5 separate regions of the Mus musculus genome follow, and all the other regions are linked to region 1. Evidence: chromatin contacts called from public Hi-C, promoter capture Hi-C and targeted proximity ligation data. All regions are on one chromosome and are shown on one strand. The core of a region is the stretch at or near the end of the contact, and the rest is flanking DNA. Distances in the headings are between cores, read along the strand shown.

The links. A called contact is a pair of places that touch in the nucleus more often than the background predicts. Capture Hi-C pulls out chosen DNA fragments and counts their contacts.
Region 2: a Hi-C map of bone marrow-derived macrophages shows a contact between it and region 1, with 12 read pairs. A contact is called at or near these places in 4 of 39 promoter capture datasets (embryonic stem cells, hippocampal neurons and liver), 1 of 484 Hi-C or Micro-C datasets (bone marrow-derived macrophages) and 2 of 130 datasets of targeted methods (bone marrow-derived dendritic cells and fibro-adipogenic progenitors).
Region 3: a targeted proximity ligation map of effector CD8 T cells shows a contact between it and region 1, with 36 read pairs. A contact is called at or near these places in 6 of 39 promoter capture datasets (cranial neural crest, hematopoietic stem and progenitor cells, liver and 2 more), 4 of 130 datasets of targeted methods (CD8 T cells, bone marrow-derived dendritic cells, effector CD8 T cells and 1 more) and 2 of 9 other capture datasets (adipose tissue and liver).
Region 4: a contact with region 1 is called in a promoter capture Hi-C map of liver, with 2.4 times the contacts expected there. A contact is called at or near these places in 3 of 39 promoter capture datasets (embryonic stem cells, frontonasal cranial neural crest and stem cell-derived epiblast-like cells), 3 of 130 datasets of targeted methods (bone marrow-derived dendritic cells, effector CD8 T cells and memory CD8 T cells) and 2 of 9 other capture datasets (adipose tissue and liver).
Region 5: a targeted proximity ligation map of memory CD8 T cells shows a contact between it and region 1, with 54 read pairs. A contact is called at or near these places in 2 of 130 datasets of targeted methods (memory CD8 T cells and pancreatic cancer cells).

What each region holds. Positions count from the first base shown.
Region 1 is chr19:11,048,769-11,052,997 of GRCm38.p6, forward strand. AW112010 (expressed sequence AW112010) reads right to left here and starts at 1,798. Exons shown (of 3, transcript NR_102366.1): 1 at 1,620-1,798.
Region 2 is chr19:11,557,469-11,561,697 of GRCm38.p6, forward strand. Ms4a4d (membrane-spanning 4-domains, subfamily A, member 4D) reads left to right here. Exons shown (of 7, transcript NM_025658.5): 7 at 409-998. The coding sequence ends at 549. Among named protein-coding and RNA genes, the nearest start is that of Ms4a4d, 23 kb to the left of the region's middle.
Region 3 is chr19:11,516,167-11,520,395 of GRCm38.p6, forward strand. Ms4a6b (membrane-spanning 4-domains, subfamily A, member 6B) reads left to right here and starts at 2,393. Exons shown (of 7, transcript NM_027209.3): 1 at 2,393-2,508; 2 at 4,157-4,229. The coding sequence starts at 4,173.
Region 4 is chr19:11,467,137-11,471,365 of GRCm38.p6, forward strand. Ms4a6c (membrane-spanning 4-domains, subfamily A, member 6C) reads left to right here and starts at 2,232. Exons shown (of 7, transcript NM_028595.4): 1 at 2,232-2,420; 2 at 3,953-4,115. The coding sequence starts at 3,969.
Region 5 is chr19:10,739,050-10,743,278 of GRCm38.p6, forward strand. A430093F15Rik (RIKEN cDNA A430093F15 gene) reads left to right here and starts at 1,898. Exons shown (of 4, transcript NR_027805.1): 1 at 1,898-1,953.

The DNA.
Region 1 (4,229 bases), core at 548-3,047:
GGCAGTGAAGGTGAGTAAGACCACAACTTGATTAGGAAAAACACCCATGGAAGGAGTTACAGAGACAAAGTTTGGAGCTGAGACAAAAGGATGGACCATCTAGAGACTGCCATACCCGGGGATCCATCCCATAATCAGCTTCCAAATGTTGACACCATTGTACACACTAGCAAGATTTTGCTGAAAGGACCCAGATGTAGCTGTCTCTTGTGAGGCTATGCCGGGGCCTAGCAAACACAGAAGTGGATGCTCACAGTCAGCTATTGGATGGATCACAGGGCTCCCAATGGAGGAGCTAGAGAAAGTACCCAAGGAGCTAAAGAGGTCTGCAACCCTATAGGTGGAACAACAATATGAACTAACCAGTACCCCCCCCCGGAGCTCATGTCTCTAGCTGCATATGCATCAGAAGATGGCCTAGTCGGCCATCAGTAGAAAGAGAGGCCCATTGGTCTTGCAAACTTCATATGCCTCAGTGCAGGGGAACGCCAGGGCCAAGAAGAGGGAGTGGGTGGGTAGGGGAGTGTGGGGGGGAGGGTATGGGGGACTTTTGGAATAGCATTGGAAGTGTAAATGAAGAAAATACCTAATTAAAATAAAATAAAAATTAAAAAAAAAAAAAAGAAATTCTTCGCTTTGCATACCTCTGGCTCTTTATTTAAACTCCATGTTAGAAACTGAGTGATAAGCCCAGGTGGGGCCAAGTCACTGGACCCCTTTGCTCTGCTTCTCAATGAAGTCACAATGAATTCATTTTTTTCTACCTTCCACTCTTATTTGTTTAGTTGGCCCATTAAGGACTGGGTAGATGAATCTGGATTGCTTGAGCCTGGACTCTGACCCTGACAATTCTAGGTGCAGTCTGGAGCAAAACAGAGAGGCTCCTCTGGGTAAGAGTAGGATGTGAGGTCATGGACAAGAACAGTCAGAAAAGTGAGATGGTTAAAGGCTAGAGGGGGAAGGCAAAGCTAACATGGAGAGAGCAGGGCCTGTATCAAATGTTTTTTTCTAGGGCAGAGGAAGATTCTAACTACATACAGGGTGCCTCATCTTCAGAAGAGGGTACAGACTCCTGCCATTGTTCTGAGCTTTTAGAGAAAGCTAGATCATTAAAAAGTCTGCTGGGCTGGAACAGAGCTATTTTAAAAGGGGAAGGAATTAAGGCCTCTGCACGTTGAGAAAAAGTCAGTGAAGTGATCCACAACTGAGGAGAAAATCAGAAAGAACTTACACAGGAGGACCCAGGAGAAACTTACGCTTAAGTCCTTTGCTTTGTCCTTTCCAGATATTTCCGTGTGCGTGTGTGTGTGTGTGTGTGTGTGTGTGTGTGTGTGTGTGTATTTCCCGCAGCGCCTGGCTGGCCCTTCATATGCCTACCTAGTGCTGTCTCCTCTCTACATCCCAGGCTTAGAATTGAGTTCTGTGGTGTCAGACAGGAGATACCCACCCCACAAGAACTATATCTTCCTGGAAAAACAGACTTAGAAATAATAACAAACTAAATGCAAGCTTTCAAAGACAGAAGGTGACACTCATTCTCTCCAGTAAGCTGGGATGAGGCCTTCCATGGGCCTTCTTACCCACTATAGATTTCCCCTTACAGATCAAGAGGTACTTACGGGAGACATCTTGCAGCTCAGGTTGTCTGCTAGACTCCTGCTGATCTTCTCTTTGGTTTTTTATATAAAGTTTGAGAATGTCAGTTTCACTTTCCCTTTGAATTGCTTTGGGGCACTATTTGCTAAACAGGAGTGGACTGAAAAACCCCGAGTCTGAGAGAAGTTTACACAATTAGTTGGCCTATCCCACAAACAAACAGGAAGATCTGCAAACACAGCCCAAGAGCCTTTTCCCACTTGGGAAATTCCTTGCTTGGAACACAGTACAGTGTTGCCTGAGACAACTGCTTCATCCTTGGCTATGGAAATAAGCAGACATAATATGATATTTCAATGATTTAAAGCAAATGCTGATTTTTTTTTTTTTTTTTTTTTGGTAAGAGTAACACAAGTACATGGGTCAGTGGATATTCTTCAGGGCTCTCTAGGATGTGGTTTCAGGCAGGACACAGGATTACACTCAAGCGTGTATCTCCTGTGTTTGCATTTTCATCGTGGGTTGTAGGTTAAAGAATTAGCAGATGTGAATACAAGGAGAGTTCACTATTATACTGCCAGAAGCCAGAGGCTAGGAGAAGCCTGGAGGAGACTCTCCTCCCAGTCCTCCTGAAGGATGGAGCCTTGCTGACACCCTGAACTCAGACTTCCTGCCTCCAGAACCAAGGGACAATAGGTTTAATGAGCTCTCCTGTTGGTGCCACCTTGTTATCGTTGCTAAAAAGCCCATAGAGTGTCTGTGAAAGATCTTGTGTAGTGACAGGGAAGCAGTCACTGCTGGCACAGCCAGCTGACTGGTCAGATTGGGAGTAATAGAGGTGACATGGAAATATAAGGAAGAGGAGGCAATCCCCAGCAGAGACAGAAGGCCCCGCTCTCCATAGGGTGTGGTCCTTTGAGTGAGACCCCCCCACCTCATAAATTAAAAGCTTGGTTCCTGGTTGGGAACTGTTTGGGAAGAATTAGGGGGTGTAGCTTTGCTGGAGGAGGTGTGTCCCACTGTGCACATTCTCTCTCTTATTCCCTCTCTCCCTTCCCCCGATCCCCTCTCTTCTTCCTCCGCAGGAAGTACACTCTTAACTACCGCTCCAGTGCCATGCCGGCCTGCTTGATGCCCTGCTTCCCATTATGATGATTGCAGACTGTAACTCTCTGAAACTGTGGGCCTCCAAATTAATTAATTAATAAATAAGTTAATTAATTAAAATCAGTGGCCTTGGTCATATGTCTCTTCAGAGCAATAAAAAACAAAACAAAACACAACAATGAAGATAGGTGGAGGTTATCAAGTTGACTGGCAGGTCAAGAGAGCTGTCACTCAACATTGATCTTGGTCCCTTGCCTCTGAGGAGGAGGAGTGAAGGGCTTTTAGACTGGGTTGTGAGGCTCCAGAATGGAGACCCATTCTCTGTGTCCTAGGGCTCTGAGAGGGTGAGTGTATTCTAACTCAAGGAACTCGGGACATCTTTGCACTTGGAGGAAATCAACTAAAGACTCTGAAAGAGCTTATAAGGATTCCGTTTTTTGATATTTACCACTGAATAAATGAAAGCAGAGATGACTAAGATGTATTTGTTAGTTGTTAGGCTAAAGCTATACATTTCATGTCAGCAGAAATAAGCATCTTTAGTGAAAAAAAAAAACCCTATTTTCCAAAATAAAAATTTAGTAAGAAGAGAATTAGTTTTTAGCAGTTGTGAGGGTGGGGAGGCGAAATATTTTTGCCTCCCCCAACACTAGGTTCACAAGTGAAGCCAGTGTAAAAAAAGACAGAACAAGAGAAAAGTATGCATATCTATACACTGTGATCTCCCCTCCCCTCTCTTTTATTTAAAAGAAAAATTTTGGAAGTACTTTGATTAAAAGACATTATTGCAAGCGTCACTGAAGAGCATTGTATTCTGTTTTAAATTTATTTTATTTTTCATACATGAATACTATATTTATATCATTTCTACCTTGTGCCCTCCAATTCCTTTGAAGTTCCCCACACTCCCTCTCAGGTTCATGACCCTGTTCTCTATAATTGTTACTCTCCTATGTAAGTAAATGTGGGTATTTCTGTGCTTGATTTATTGAAAATGTGAATAGTCATGAACTGGACTTAAAAAAAATTGATCTGGAGGCTGGAGAGATGGCTCAGTGGATAAAGGGTTTGGCTCCTCTTCCAGACTACCTGGGTTCAATTCCTAGCACCCACATGGTGACTCATAACCTGCTGGGGTCTAGCCTCTACACAGGATCAGGGGTCTCAGCTGGAAGCAGGGATATCTGGAAGGTGCATAATGAACACACAGGTAACATTTTCGGGTACAACCTAATGAGCAAGTCTCAAAGCTTGATCTCTCTGTCTCTGTCTCTCTCTCTCTCTTTCTCTCTCTCTCTCACATACTGCACTCTCCACTCTTCACACTCCCACACACCTCACACCTCTAATTTGCCCCAGTCTTTTATTGTTACTCCAAAAAGCAGGTAGAGAGACATTGTATAATCATTACCAGATGTATGAAGTTCAAAAGAATGACCACATCTCACAAAGAATTAAGAATTATGATTGTTCCTCAAAGTTCGAAGCTTTCCCTATTCTCAGCCCTATGGCCAAATAATAATTGC
Region 2 (4,229 bases), core at 588-3,087, 510 kb after region 1:
GCTGGCACATGCCCCTTGATTGTAAGGGACAGAATATATTTCCATGTGTCATTATGCTTCTGTCATTCTGGGCTACTGTCATGGGTGCTGAACTTTATTCATGGCCAACATGTCAATGTTTGGATGTGCTAATGACAACAGGAACAAACTAATTTGGTTCCCTGTGACACGTTGGTTCAAGTAAGCCATTTGTACAGAAGGCAGATGCTCTAAGATGCAGCTGCACACATCTCTGCTCAATCTCTGCCACCTGATGATCCAAGAGGTGGCCCAGACACCACCCAGTGTGGTGTTTGATTCAACTGAGTAGCCACAGTGTAGGCACTAGTAAAGGTAACATTATGAGGTAAGGAAATGGAAGTGCTGACTATCCTGGATGACTCAATGACATTTTGATTCATTCCACAGGTTCTTGTAGTGCTACCATCAAATTCTGCTGTGACAGTGACAGCACCCCCCATGATACTTCAACCATTGCCACCATCAGAATGCCAAGGGAAAAATGTTCCAGAAAATCTATACAGGAACCAACCAGGAGAAATAGTCTAATTTTGATGTACGTGTTTTCATGTGTGAGAGTGTGTGTGTGCACATGTGTATGCATTTGGCTTTTTGTACGAATATAAGACATGCTCTAAATAAGTAAGTCAAGCATTTATTAAGTCAATAACACTTTAAAATCTTCTATTCATTGTATGTACAAGAAGAATTTAATTGGCAAAAAAAATTTTAATGTAAACTGATAAAAACCTTGGTTTAGTGAGGTGAAGTCTCCAAAGAGTGAAGAATGGAGTTCATGGGTTTTTTTTGGGGGGGGGTTGCTAAATAAATAAATTTGGCTGCTCACGATCATATACAGACACATAAACTATGTAAGACAGCAGGTGTATTACCTTACTAATAATAGCAACCAATTTTAATCCTACATGAATGTTCATCTTAATAGTATATGCCTTAATTGTTATGGTGAAAAGTTACAATAAACAAAAGTGATTGAAATCAGAGCACTTGAACCTTAAATACACACACATGCATGAACACACAAACACACACATATATGCATCTATATACATTGTATATTTATATAAGTATAGTGCATCTCACTGTACATATATAGTATATATTTTGTGTGGATATAGAGAGTATACATACACATATGTGTATATATTACATATGACCTAAAAAGTTACTTATTATTGAGGATTGAAGCTCACATATTTAAACACTTGGTTCCAAGTAGAGCCATTCTTTTTAGAGATTGCTGAATCTTTCAGATATGAGGCCTAACTTGTGAAACTAAGTCACTAAAGGTTGCCGTTGAAGGTTTCACTGTCTTCCAGTTGAATGTTCACTTTATCTTTCTGGTTAAAGGCAAAGTCCAAAGACTGCTTTTAAGCTAAATTTCCCAAAAAGAAATAAGATTGTCAGTACATTCTTAGATAAATTGATTCTAAGTATGTGTCAATGTTTATTATTCATTATAGAATAAGTCTAGATCCTGCATTAATTTGGCATAGCATGATTTAAATTATTTGCATATTTCCAAGCATCCAGGGTACATCTGCAGGTATTGATGTGTTCCAGGAGCCAAACTTAGGCCCGATGCTATTTACTAATTATCTTAAATTAACTTTTAATATAGCTATATCAAGACAGTTCTCAGAAAGAAAACATTAAAAAAAAATACCAAATGGGATTGGAGAGACGGCTTAGTAGTTCAGAGTACTTGTTGCTCTTGGAAAGGACCTGGTTTAAGTTCCCAGAACCCACATTGTGACTCACAACAATCTTAACCCAGGTTCCAGGGGATCCAATGCCCTCTGCTGACTTTCACAGACACATGCCCACAAATTATGCACATACACACATTGTACAAAAAAAACACATAAAATGCAAAAAGTACGGGGTGGGGGGACATTAAAAATATTACATAAGACAAGAACTACAAAGTAATTAATTCAAGACCAAAAAGATAATGATTGATCTGAAGCTGTTTCAAATAAAACAAAATCCACACCAAACCAAACCAAACAAACATTTTCCTCATTAATGTTCCTCAGATACCCACCCATAAAGTCAGACCAGCCCACAGCAGTGCTTCTTGTTGGCAATGGGTCACACTCACAAAGATTTCATTGATTCTCTCAGTTCTCAGTTTCCTTCCATGCAGCTCTTTCTCTGTTCTTTGTGTGCTGTTGCTTCCTTGTTCTCATCACAGGAAGTGAGTTCTCAGCTAGGGATGGGATGTCCCAGTCAGTTATGAAAGTGCTTATGCTAAGCTCTCAACCCTTTGTTCTCTGAATCTGGTCACAGCACACAGCAGTGGCCAGGCTGTATTCTCAGCTGCATCTTTCCTATTGCCCAATAAGCCACAGACATTATGAGCAAGGCTGATGGTATTATGAAATACTGCATTTTTCCCTCTCCATTTGAAGCATTTGGGGTTTTTTTAACTTCTCCCCTTATCAAGAGAATAGAATAGTAGAAAAGGTGAGAAGAGGAAGGGAAGCATTATTTTTCCCACAGCAGCAAGGTTGCATTTCCTAAAACTGTAAATAATTTATTCAATTTTCTTATCCTGTCTGCACTCTTCCTCTGAAAGCACTTAAGGAAAATAAAATTCTGACCTTCTCTCTAGAGGACAAGATGCTTAGCCCATAGTGAGGCAGTCTAAAAGACTGTTTTCTGTCTCATGTAACACAGAAAGATGACAGGAGATATTACAGCTTTAATGTCCTGATGGAGTCAGCTGTGTCCCTACAGAGGTGCCTGTGGTTCTACAGTGGACAGGAATCACTGTGGATGCTGAGTTCTAGAGGATAAAGAGTGGGCTGGCTTAACTGGGAAATTTTACACACAAGCCAGAGAGAATATATCTCAAAATAATGTTTCTGAGCAGTTCCAGAATCTACTCCTATTTTCTTGTTTTGTGTCACAATCTTATAGTCATCCTTTTTGGAAAGTCATGTAAATAGAAGTGGGCTTTTATTGAATGTTTACAACCACACACAAAAAAAAAACTGAAACAAAAGAAAAAGGAGGAAGTATGTTAAGAATTAAACCAAACTTAGATAATTCAGTAGTATTTGTCTCATTTCTTTTTAGACTCCTCAAGAGCTATAGTTGTAGTTGTACATTATATACAGCCATCATATTCACATATTCAGCTATCTATCTATCCTATCTATCTATCTATCTATCTATCTATCTATCTATCTATCTATCTATCTAACTATCTATCTATGTGTGTGTCTATCCATCTGTCTCTCTCGCATACACACACACACACGCATATATATATATATATATATATATATATATATATATGACACATAATTTTCTTTTTTTTAATTTGAAATTTTTTTATTAGGTATTTATTTCATTTAAATTTTCAATGCTATCCAAAAAGTCCCCCACACACTCCCCCACCCACTCCCACTTCTTGGCCCTGGCATTCCCCTGTACTGAGGCATATAAAGTTTGCACGACCAATGGGGCTCTCTTTCCACTGATGGCTGACTAGGCCATCTTCTGATACATATGCAGCTAGAGACACAAGCTCCAGAGGGTACTGGTTAGTTCATATTGTTGTTCCACCTATAGGGTTGCAGATCACTTTAGCTTCTTGGGTACTTTCTTTAGCTCCTCCATTGGGGGCCCTGTGGTCCATCCAATAGCTGACTGTGAGCATCCACTTCTGTGTTTGCTAGGCCCCTGCATAGCCTCACAAGACACAGCTATATCTGGGTTCTTTCAGCAAAATCTTACTAGTGTATGCAATGGTGTCAGCGTTTGGAAGCTGATTATGGGATGGATCCCCGGATATGGCAGTCTCTAGATGGTCCATCCTTTCGTCTCAGCTCCAAACTTTGTCTCTGTAACTCCTTCCATGGGTGTTTTGTTCCCAATTCTAAGAAGGGGCAAAGTGTCCACAGTTTGATCTTCGTTCTTCTTGAGTTTCGTGCGTTTAGCAAATTGTATCTTATATCTTAGGTATTCTAAGTTTCTGGGCTAATATCCACTTTTCGGTGAGTACGTATTGTGTGAGTTCTTTTCTGATTGGGTTACCTCACTCAGGATGATGCCCTCCAGGTCCATCCATTTGCCTAGGAATTTCATAAATTCATTCTTTTTAATAGCTGAGTAGTACTCCATTGTGTAAATGTACCACATTTTCTGTATCCATTCCTCTGTTGAGGGGCATCTGGGTTCTTTCCAGCTTCTGGCTA
Region 3 (4,229 bases), core at 1,143-3,642, 470 kb after region 1:
TCCTGCAGACAAAAGTGGGTATGCTTGCCCTCAAGAGGCTACCCTTCACCATGGCCAAAGCTCAGAAGAGCAGCTGTACCTCACTAATTCACTAGGTTCTGGGACAGTGATGAGGGCACAGGGCACAATGTGAAGGGAACAGTGACAGTAGGCATCCTGGAAAAGGAGAAGAAACACTAGATTTGTTTTTTAAGTTATCCATTTTACATCCTGCTCAAAGCCCTCCTCCTTGGCACCCTCCCCTCCTACATCCCTTTCTCCATTTCCCCTCCCCTTCTCCTCTGAGTGTATCCTCCCACCCTGGCACTTTAAGTCCCTATGAAGCTTCCTTACCTACTGAGGCCACACAAGACAACCCACCTAGAAGAACTTATTCCAGGTACAGGCAACAGCTTTTGGCATAACCCCTTCTCCAGTTGTTTGGGACAGATTTCTTAGAGAAGACAGTCTCTTGGTCTTCTCCAGAATTGAAGTAGGGCTTTCTTTCTGTGATGTTCTGGCCTTGCTGAAAAAGGTGACTTCCAGATGATAGAATAATATGTCTTAGCTTATGTCTTCAGCCAACAGTTCACACGGGAACTGTAGAACTCACAACAGTAAAGAACAAAGGGGCCTTGTACACTCTGAGAAGCACTGGAGAGCCAGGATTATTAAACAGGTGGCTTATGTCTTCTTTGGAATGGGATGAATAGCAGTTCTTCAGGGAATGCCAGGAATGATGTGGGTTTACAACCTTTGCTCTTTGATGAAACAGGCTCTGCCCATATCTCCCAGAATTTGTTTTTACTTATCATTGCAGACTCTTACCTTAAACTGTGAGCACTGCTTTTAGACCATAAACCCCGCCCTCATGAGGGACGTTACCTGTACCTTACCACAGCCTTTACCACAGGAGGCTGATGTTATCTTAGGGCGAGGCAATGCTGAAACCCACAGGCATCACTTATCCCTCAGTCAAGCTCCCTAGAGCCTAAGTCTTGGGCACTATCTCTTAGTCAACAGTACCCGTTCTTGTGGAAAAAAAAAAAAAAGCCAGGTGTGCTTTGTAAAGGACCTCAATGTAACATTACATTGTTGTGAGCTTGGGCCTGAGTTCATTGCTATCTGAAAACCTTTTGTTCCAAAATTGTGCTGTGCTTCACTATGGCTAAAGTAAAACAATCTAGGCTAGACCAGCACCAGTTACAACAAAATGGGGCTGAGCTGAGTTTTATTCATCTCTTCCTAAATTGTTTTGTTGTTGCTGTTGTTGTTTTGTTTTTCCTGCCTGCTGTGAAACCTGCAGGGAATTACCACACCACAACCCTCTGATGTGACAGTGGCTCACACTGTCTCCCTAGGTTCTTTTTGGCTGACTCCAAGGAAAGAAGGAAGGAAGTTGTCAGCGTGTAGCTGTCCAGTTGCTGCAGCTGGCTCTAGTTCCCCTGTGAAGTTAATTATGTCAAAGTCAGCTTCTGAATTGTGCCTACCCAAGGGCCTGAAAGCCACAGGGACACATGTCTTCATGACTGTGTCTGGAGTGCAGGATTGTTGAAGTCATTCCTGGTGTGTTGAAACTTCTCTGCTTGCTCCTCTCCTGATCTATTACTTTTCTAGAAGTGTCCAGTAACTCCCTGGACACATCTCCTGTTAGAGAAGTCCAGTGGTCTAGAAGAAGGTTAGAAGAGATGAGGAAGGCTCTAAAGGGAGTATCAATTAACCAGCGAGTGCTGAAATCCTGTGTGCAGGGGTTTTTTTCCCCAGAGGCTGAAGAGTTACTGGGGGAAAAAGTATGAATAACAAAGTACCAAAAATACTGTAAAATGATCAATTGTTACAATTGATTATACATTACAGTGTGCTCAGTAATGTATTAGCCTATAATAAAGTAATATATCAAAATCCAAGGTCATGATTACTATTATCATACTTTACTCTGCATTGTGAAATGTTTTATTCATCAATACTACTATGACTTGCAATATCATTAGTAATCAAGAAAGTTCATTAAATAGTAGTTAGAAGGAAGACAGGTCTTTAAGAAAAACTTTCATCTTTTTTCCCTTTTTTGATTAGATATTTTCTTTATTTGTTTTTCAAATGTTATCCCCTTTCCTAGTTTCCCCTCCAAAAACTTTCTCTCATCTTAATAGGTTTTCCCAGCATGTTGCTGTTCTTTGTTTAACTCATAAACAACTAAAGTTCAAGAAAGTGAACTTGGGCATTGCATGCAGCTAGTGGGTGTTGCAACTCACTACCTCACCCCTCACTCTATCAAAACTGGTTCAATTAGTAATTTTTCTGAAGTTACTGGGACTTTCTGATATAGGAAGTACAGGCACAATAACAGTCCTCAACCTGTTAAGCACCACTTCCTGTGCAGTGAACACAGAAGAAGGAAGGGCTGGAGACAGTTACAAGTTCACAAGAAGGAACCAAGGATCAGCCTGAGAGAACCCAGAGTTAAGGCTCTTCGGGTTCCTGAGAGCTCGGCTGGAAGTGACTGGGTGACAAGGCACACAGGCTCAGGTAGGCAACCCTGAAGGGACTTCCCTCTGTGTAGCACTCTGTTTCTGGGACTGAGTTACAAGAACTTGCTGATGCTCATGAAAGCAATGGAGACACGGGGGCTCTTTAGAATTAAATGGGCAAAGGCACAGGGCATCTGGCTTACCTCTGTCCTGGCCATTTTAGCTGCATAATCTTGGTGATCACTGACATAAGGAGCAGAACTCTCAGGTCATTCACTGATTAGGCAGCCTAAGGGCTGAGAATAGCACAGAGAACAGAAGGGAGCCAAGATGAGCTCAGAAACCGATTCCCCAGGGAACATGGTCCTTCCACCTAACAAGGGCATGATTGTCAGTATCATGACAAAACTTGAAAAAAGCTTAGGACTCCAGGACTTCTCATATGGGTGCATTCAGCTGCTTCTTCACACTGAAGAGACTTAAACACAGGCTGCCCCTGGCAGGTGGGAAAATAAGGAGAGAACCAGAGTCAGAGACAGCTGTGCCGCCACACACAACTGTGTGTAGGCAACTGGTCAGTAATGAGAACTTTGCCTGTTTATTTAGCATTTATTTGATGTTGCTGTGCAAAGCATCATTACTTCCTCATATACATCAAAGTTTTGATTCTGAATTTGTTACTGATTGTGATTTTATTAATTAATGTAAAGGATTGTTTTCAAGAATAAAAACACTAGATTATGTCTACTAAAATATGATAAAATGTGAGGTGCTAATCCTAAAATTGGCACTATTAGACACACGAAACAGATGCATAGGGTTGCACGTTTTGAGTGGTACATAGCATGGATTGGAAAGCACTGAAGGCTGACTTTAGTACCTCATGGATAGCAAAGCAGCCGGACAGTGCAAGTCATTGAATAAAGACAATGCACTTGTTCTAGGTGAAATTGGGAAAGAGCCAGAGCTACATCTGACAAATTTTGTGTAAACATTTGGGCATAGAAACAGAAACCTGTGGGGATCCAGGATTTCCCTTCCTATGAGGTGTTTATTATCTAAAATCATTGTGGTGTGTTTAACATTTTGAAAAAAATAACTCCTAAATCTGAGATGTGATGGTTTTACATTTCTCTGTACCAGCAGTTTCTTCTGCCAAAGGACAGGTCAAGGATGCCCAAAGGTGCACAGTCTGGGAGGTGGGGGCAGAACTGGGAAGCATGGTTTGTTTTGTTTGTTGTTATTTTATGTTCAAAGCCAAGGCACTTAATGACTTACTGAAAATTCATGTGCTGTGTACTCTGATCATGCTTTTCCTTCCCATTTCTTTTCCTAGATCCTCTCAAACTATCCAACACTATCCAACTTTGCATCTTCTCTCTCTCTCTCTGTCTCTGTCTCTGTCTCTGTCTCTCTGTCTCTCTCTCTCTGTCTCTGTCTGACTCTCTCTGTCACTGTCTCTCTGTCTCTGTCTCTGTCTCTGTCTCTGTCTCTCTGTCTCTCTGTCTCTGTCTCTGTCTCTCTGTCTCTCTGTCTCTCTCTGTCTCTCTCTGTCTCTGTCTCTCTCTCTCACACACACACATTAGCAAAAACAACAAAAAAGGAGAATGAAATGTAAATCAACCAAGCAAACAGAACCAAAACTAAACCAAACCACTACAATGGGCACAGTATTTTATCACACCTGAGTCCATTTTCTCTTCCAGCCGTGGGAGCTCAATCATGATTCCACAAGTAGTGACCAGTGAGACTGTGGCAATGATTTCGCCAAATGGAATG
Region 4 (4,229 bases), core at 982-3,481, 420 kb after region 1:
TGCAGACAAAAGTGGGTGTCCTGTCCTCAAGAGGCTACACTTCACCATGGTCAAAGCTCAGGAGAGCAGCTGCACCTCACTAATTCACTAGGTTCTATGACAGTGATGAGGGCACAGGGCACAATGTGAAGGGAACAGTGACAGTAGGCATCCTTGAAAGAAGACACACCAGATTTTTTTTATTATTTATTCACTTTACCTCCTTCTCACTGCTCCCCTCCCACAACCCTTCTTCCATTTTCCCTCCCTCTCTCCTCTAAGTGAGTAGGGCCCCTTTGGTTGTCTTCCAACCTTGGCTCTTTAAATCTCTGTGAGGATTCTTCACCCACTGAGGCCACACAAGGCAATCCAGCTAGAAGAACATATCCCACTTACAGGCAACAGTTGTTCCTATAGCCCCTGTTCCAGAAGATCAGGATGGAGTTCTAAGAGAAGCTGGTCCCTCAGTCTTTTCTAGAATTGAAGCAGGGCTTTATCTCTGTGCTGTTCTAGCCTTGAGGACAAAGGTAACTACCAGATGATAAAACATGTCTTAGCTTGTGTCTTCTGCAAAAGAGTTCAAGCAGGAACTGTAGAATTCACAACTGCAAAGGACAAAAAGGCCCTGTGTACACAGATAAGCACCGGAGAAGCCAGGATAGATAAAGAGGTGGTTTACATCTTCATGGGAATGGGATGTGTAGCCGAGCTGCTCTACAACAAGTGCCAGGAATGTTGTAGGTTTACAACCTGGTGATCCTTTGCTCTTTGATGAAACAGGCTCTGCCCACATCTCCCAGAATTTGTTTTTACTTATCATCGCAGACTCTTACCTTAAACCGTGAGCACTGCTTTTAGACCATAAACCCGGCCCTCATGAGGGACGTTACCTGTGCCTTACCACAGCCTTTACCATAGGAGGCTGATGTTATCTTAGGACCAGGCAATGTTGAAACCTACAGGCATCAGGTATCCCTCAGTCAAGCTCCCTAGAGCCTAAGCCTTGGGCAGCAGCACTGAGTCAATAGTACCCATTCTTGTGAAAAAAGCCAGGTGTGCTTTGTAAAGGATCTCAATGTAACATTACATCGTTGTGAGCTTGGGCCTGAGTTTAGTGCTATCCGAAAACCTTTTGTTCCACATTGTGCTGTGCTTAATGTGGCTAAAGTAAAACAATTGGGGCCAGATTCTAGAAGTCGTGGTCCGGCACCAGTTACAACAAAATGGGGCTGAGCTGAGTTTCATTCTTGTCTCTTCCTAAATCTTTTTGTTATTGTTGTTGTTTTGCCTGCTGTGAAACCTGCAGGGAATCACCACACCACAACCCTCTGATGTGACAGTGGCTCACACTGGCTCCCTAGGTTCCTTCTGGTTGACTCCAAGGAAAGAAGGAAGGAAGTTTTCAGAGTGTGGCTGTCCAGTTGCTGCAGCTGGCTCTGGCTCCCCTGTGAAATTAATTATGTCAAAGTCAGCTTCTGAATTGTGCCTACCCAAGGGCCTGAAAGCCACAGGGACACATGTCTTCATGACTGTGTCTGGAGTGCAGGATTGTTGAAGTCATTCCTGGTGTGTTGAAACGTCTCTGCTTGCTCCTCTCCTGATCTATTACTTTTCTAGAAGTGTCCAGTAATTCCCTGGTCACATCCCCTGTTAGAGAAGTCCAGTGGTCTAGAAGAAGGTTAGAAGAGATGAGGAAGGCTCTAAAGAGAGTATCAATTAACCAGCGAGTGCTGAAAAACTGTGTACAGAGTGTTTTGGTTTGATTTTTCAGAAGCTGAGGAATTGTTGAAGAAAGTATGAATAACAAAGTACCTAAAATACTGTAAAACATTCAATTGTTACAATTGATGATACATTACTGTGTGTTCAGTAGTGTATTACAATATAATAAAGTAATATATCAAAACCCAAGGTCGTGATTACTATTATCATACTTTATTATACATTGAGATCTGTTTTATTCATCAGTATTACTACAACTTGTAATATCATTAGTTATCAAGATAGTCCTTTAAATTCTACTTAGAAGAAACACAGGTCCTTCAGAAAACTTTCTTCTTAATGGCTTTTCCCAGCTTGTTGCTGTTTTCAGTTTAACGCTTAAACAACTGAAGTTCAAGAAAGTGAACTTGGGCTTCAAGTGGAGCTGGTGCGTGTTGGGACTTACTACCCCCCCCCCCCCACTCTCTCAAATCTCTTAGTGATTTTTCTGAAGTTACTGGGACTTTCTGATATAGGAAGTACAGGCACAGTAACAGTCCACAGCCTGTAAGCACCACTTCCCTTCCCGTGCAGCGAGCACAGAAGAAGGAAGGACTGGAGACAGTTACAAGTTCACAAGAAGGAACCAAGGATCAGCCTGAGAGAACCCAGAGTTAAGGCTCTTAGGGTTTCTGAGAGCTCGGCTGGAAGTGACTGGGTGACAAGGCACACAGGCTCAGGTAGGCAACCCTGAAGGGACTTCCCTCTGTGTAGCACTCTGTTTCTGGGACTGAGTTACAAGAACTTGCTGATGCTCATGAAAGCAGTGGAGACACGGGGCCTCTTTAGAACTAAATGGGCAAAGGCACAGGGCATCTGGCTTACCTCTGTCCTGGCCACTTTAGCTGCATGATCTTGGTGATCACTGACATAAGGAGCAGAGCTCCCAGGTCATTTACTGATTAGGCAGCCTAAGGGCTGAGAATAGCACAGAGAACAGAAGGGAGCTAAGATGAGCTCAGAAACCCATTCCCCAGGCAACTTGGTTCTTTTAACTAACAGGGATATAATTGTCGGGAGTGTGACAAAACTTGAACCACAGCTTAGGACTCCAGGATTTCTCATGCTATTGCATTAAACTGCTTCTCCACACTGAAGAGACTCAGACACAGACTGCCATTGGCAGGTGGGAAAATAAAGAGAAGAACCAGAGTCAGAGACAGCTGGAGTCCAACACACAAGTGTGTGTAGGCAACTGGTCAATAAAGAGAACTTTGCCTATTTATTTAACAATGATTTTATGTTGCTCTACAAAGCATAAATTACTTCCACGTGTACATCAAATTGTTAATTCTGAATTTCTTCTAATTGTGATTTTATTAACATAAAGGATTGGCTTGGTGAAGAAAAACCCTACAAGATCATGTGAACTAAAATATGATAAAATGGGAAGTGCTAATTCTTAAACTGGCACCATTAGACACTCAAAACAGGCAAATGGGGTTACATATTTGAGTGGTACCTAGCATGGATTGGAAAGCATAAAAGTTGACTTTAATAACTCAAGGCTAGCAAAGTAACTGGACAGTGAATGCCATTGAATAAAGACAATGCAATTGTTCTAGGTGAAGTTGGAGCTACATTTGACAAATTTCATGTGAAAATGTGTGCATAGACACAGGAACTTGTAAGGATTCAGGCTTTCCCTGCCTATGATGTGTTTATTATAAACTCACTGGGTTCTGTTTAATATTATGGGGAAATAACTCCTAAATTTGAGATGTGGTGGTTTTACATTTCCCTATACCACCACTTTCTTCTTCCGAAGAACAAGTCAAGGATGCAAAATGGTGCACAGTCTGGGAGGTGGGGGCAGAACTGGGAAGCATAGTTTGTTTTGTTTGTAGTTATTTTATATTTAAAGTCAAAGCACTTAATTTCTTACTGAAAATTCATATAATGTACTCTGATTGTGGTTTCACTTTCTCCATTTCCTAGATCCTCTCCACCCATCCAACTTTTCTTCTTCTTCTTCTTCTTCTTCTTCTTCTTCTTCTTCTTCTTCTTCTTCTTCTTCTTCTTCTTCTTCTTCTTCTTCTTTTCTTCTTCTACTTCTTCTCTCTCTCTCTCAAACAAATAGGCAAAAACAAAACATAAAAAGACAACAAAAATAAATCAACCAACCAAACAGTACCAAAACCAAACTAAAAGAAAACAAACCACTACAGTGAGCACGTTACTTTATAAGAGCTGAGTCTATTTTTTCTTCCAGCTGTGGCAGCTCCATCATGATTCCACAGGTAGTGACCAATGAGACCATCACAACGATTTCACCAAATGGAATCAACTTTCCCCAAAAAGACGAGTCCCAGCCTACCCAACAGAGGCAAGACAGCCTGAAGAAACATCTAAAGGCTGAGATCAAAGTGATAGTGGTAAATCCCACTCAGAACATCCTGGGGTGGGTGGCGAGCAGAGGGTGAGGCTCTATGTGTTAGGAACAGAGATAAATTTGGGTGGGAGGAGCCTTCAGTTTTGACAGAGTGATC
Region 5 (4,229 bases), core at 648-3,147, 310 kb before region 1:
TTAGAATGGAGGCCTGAGTCTCTGTCAGCTTCCTGCACGAGGTGCCTGGAACTGCGGTAGTGCCCACTGGCCATTCTCATGGCTGGGCAGAACCAGGTGTCCTTGTGGGATGGGACTGTGGGGCAGAGAGAGGCTGGGAACTCCAGAGAGAGGTCGTTCTACTCTCAGGAGAGCTCACCCGAGGTAAAAGGGCAAGGGCCCGAGACAGGAGCCTTCCCTACAGGATTCTGAGTGGGGTGGGGACTGTGCAGGCGAGCAACTTCAGGTCTTATTGCAGGGTCAATAAGGAAAACCAAGACACAAGCCCTGCTCACTCCTGATGGTGTACGGGGCTGGAAGTCCATAATCTGAGTTGAATCCCTATGGGGATCTAAGCAAAGAAACAAAACAAAACAAGACCTTGCTAGGTAGCCCATGTAAGCCTGGAGTTTGTGGTAATCCTCCTGCTTCAGTCTCACAAATGTTAGAATTACAAGCGGGAGCTGCTGTGCCTAAGAATCCAAGAGTAATATTTTACCAGCAAGTATGGGGAGGAGAGTGTCTTCATCTGAGTTGAACTTGCAGCACTGTGTGTGTGTGTGTGTGTGTGTGTGTGTGTGAGAGAGAGAGAGAGAGAGAAAGAGAGAGAGAGAGAGAGAGAGAGAGAGAGAGAGAGAGAGAGAGAGAGAGAGAGAGAGAGAGAGAGAGAGATCTCCCTGTTGGTGTGAGATGCCCATTTTGGGTATGATCTCCATGTTAGGTATGAGATAGATATTCATGTTGGGTGTGAGATCTCCATGTTGTATGGTCTCTGGATCTAGATTCGTTCATTCATTCATTCATTCATTCATTCATTCATTCATTCATTCATTCAACATTATCAATGATATGCAAGAACTAGAAATGCAGCTGGCATGGTGATACACACCTTTTAATCCCAGCACTCAGGAGACAGAGGCAAGGTGATCTCTGTGAGTTTGAGGCCAGCCTGGTCTACAAAGTGAGTTCCAGGACAGCCAGGGATGTTACACAGAGAAACTCTTGTCTGGTGGTGGTGATGGGTTGGGTGCTGGGGACAGTCCCTACCTGGTGTGTCTGTTATTTTTTCCTTTGCTGGAACCCAGTGTCTCATGCTTACAAGGCAAACACTCTCAACTGATCTGTATCCCTAGCATCCCTTTGTTTCTTAAGTGCCCATCGGAGCCTATTTCCTCACAGTTTATAGAGAGCTTCACTGTCCATTGACCAGCCAGCCCACGCCCTCGCATATGCATGCATGCACACGCATGTGCACACACGCGCACACACACACACACACACACACACACACACACACACATGCACACACTCACACACACACACACACACACACATGCACACACTCACACACACACACACACACACACACACACACACACACATACACACACACACACACACACATGCACACACAAGGAAACCGACATCTCCTTCCACAGACCTCCAGACTCACTTCTTTATCAAAGGCAATCCAAACCCGGAGCTTTAGATTTATTTCCCCTTCACAGGCCTGAGTGTGATCTACTAGGTGGCTTCACTATGTGTTCCAACCTTCATAGAAGTCTGAATGTATTACCTCAGTTACTGGCTGTGTACCGGAGGGAACCCTAGTGGTGGGGTCCCTGCACTCCAGGTCCGTAGCTCTTCCCCTGCCACCGACTCCCTAGTAACTACCCCACAAAGTTTTCTACCTTGCATCCCCTAGACCTCAGGTCCTGTGCCAGCTGGGGACCCCAGACCCCAGGCGACAGTTTCCTGTCCTATCACCCGCACTTTCCATGACACAAGAGGAAGTCAGCTGAGCTGGCTGGGTTTTCCATGCCGCCGCTTGGTGGAGGCAAAGGTGGGGGAGGGGGGATGAGCCCCCTAGGCCAGTTTCAGAACCTCAACAGCCTCCGAGGGACAGGCTCTGCCCTATTGCCTTGGCGACACCAGGTAACCTCTGGAGAGTTGCCTTACTGGACTTTCTGGTTTGGGTCACTCCTCAGTGATTCCAACACTGGTTCTTTTGGATGGGGGTGGGGAGAAGGTGGCAAAGGAGCCACAAGGAGGTGGGGTGAGGGTGAAGGGGGGAGGGGGATGGGAGCTGAGGAATGTGAGGGCCTGAAGCAGATCAACATTGGTTGGATGACTAAGTGAAATCTATAGGATGGATACCTTCCAAGTGTTTATTTGATGAGTGACTGAGTGACTCAGTCACTGGGATCTTCTGTACTGGCAGCCTTGAGCACGACCAGCTCAGGCTGGCTGTCCATCTTCCCTACCCAGCTTAGGGAGTGCACCCCTGACCTACTGTTGCTCCTTGCCTGGGAGTGGAAGAGCAAGGGAAGACCTCTTGTCTGTTGAAGGGACTGTCCGAGGGAGGGAGGGAGAGGTACTGACCCTCCAATACCTGCTCTTTGAGTGTGGCCATTGCTCTGTGACCTTGAGTGAGTCCCGTGGAGCTGGGGTCCTCAGTTGGTTCCTGTGTAGCATAGGGGAGTTGGATGACCCCAGGGCAGCCCTCCTTCAGATTGTAGAGGGAAGGGTGTGCCCAGGTGCCTTCAGAGGAGGGACTTCCTCTGTTTTGGGACCTAAAGGATTTGGCTCTTGGTGGGAGGACATCAGCTTGAACTCTTGGGGGAAGCAGAGGTCGGAGGTTTCCAGGGCACTTACCCTGTGCACCAGAAGGGCCAGGTGAGATCTCAGCAGGCTCCCGATTGCCTGCCTCCCTTGGAACAGCACCAGCCTCTCATATATGTGGTGAAACTGAGTCACTTAATGAAGTAAATTACCTAAATTCCCCTTGTGTAATGTATTTAAGAAGGCTACCTTATGATATGCCCCGTGGAGTATTAGCACAAACACTGGCTCAGAGGGAAGGTTCTAGAATCCATGGTTGTTAGTTTTCAGTGACAACTGGCATAGTTGGGTAGAAACAACTTGGAGTCTAGAAGCTGGCTTAATTTCTGAGGGGGGATATTAGGAAAGCTACTGCCCCATTCCGAGATCCATCTCCCTGCAGCTCGGGGCATCTGGAAGCTGCCCTGGTAATGACATGCAGGGCTTGTGAGGTAGAGTGCTCCCCGTGTGAGGTCAGTCTCCCAGGCTCAGCCCATGCTTTCCTGCAAGGAAGCTCTCTAAAGTGGAGGCTCTCTAAAGTGACCAGCCTTCCCCACCACGGCTGCCTCTCTAGCCAGCCCACAGTTCTGACTCCTGCTTTCTCTTCTGTTGCTCTTTTGAGCGACACTGAGCCTGTTTGACCACAGGTAAACGTGAGAAAACAAGGCTGCTTAAGGCTGTTAACCAAGCCCATTTTTCCGATGAACCACTTGAGGATCACTGAGGTTAGGTGGATCCCCAAAGGTGCACAGCTCACGAACAGTGAGGTTTGTGCCTCCAGGTCTCCCGGCAGGTAGATGTCCCCTTTCTTACATACCACCTGTCTCTTATTTCAGATGGCTGCATCCATTTGCCCAAAAGGAACTCTTGTTCTATAAAGCAGGCAGACACACAGAACCTGAGTGGTGAGGTGGACAAAGGCACCTGTAGGAATGCATGTACTGGGTCCTCTATATGGTAGAGAGCTGAGGGTGGGAGGGTCCTTCCTCTTAGAGCAGTGGACAATCCCAGCCCTTAGAGCAGAGTTGCTCCTGAAGCTGCCTGCCTTGTTGATCACCCAGCCCAGGCCTGTTTTCCTTGAGAGCATAAGGCAAATCTCTCAAGGGACATGAGGACAGGATGTGGGAAGGGCCAGCCTGAGGGGACTGTAGAGAAACCGGTAGCCATTGCTACTTGTGAGGAAGTCAAGGAGGGAGGAAGGACACTGGAAGGATGAGCGGTTTCCCATTTACTGGTGGGATGGGTTTTCTAGGTTGAGGGAAGAGTCGACACAAAGGCTTCTGGGTCCTGCAAGGTAGTAGCTAGTCTGGGACAGGCAAGAAGGGTACAGAGCTGGAACTTGGGATGTGAGTCCTGCCTGGCTCAATCATTATCGCTGCGTGTTTGAGGTGAAGGCTCTCCCCTAGAACCCAGTTTCCCTGTGATATAAAGGGTTTTCTTAGATAGTCACTGAGAGTCCTCAGTCTGTGACCTCACGGGTCAGGGTGTCATTTAGAAAACTAATGAGGACCTGAACAATCTATGAAAGTTTTCTTAAAAAGACCAGATGCCGAGAGCCATGACACTCTTTAGAAAGCTCACACACAGGGCCATCGAGGGGGGCTTAGCAG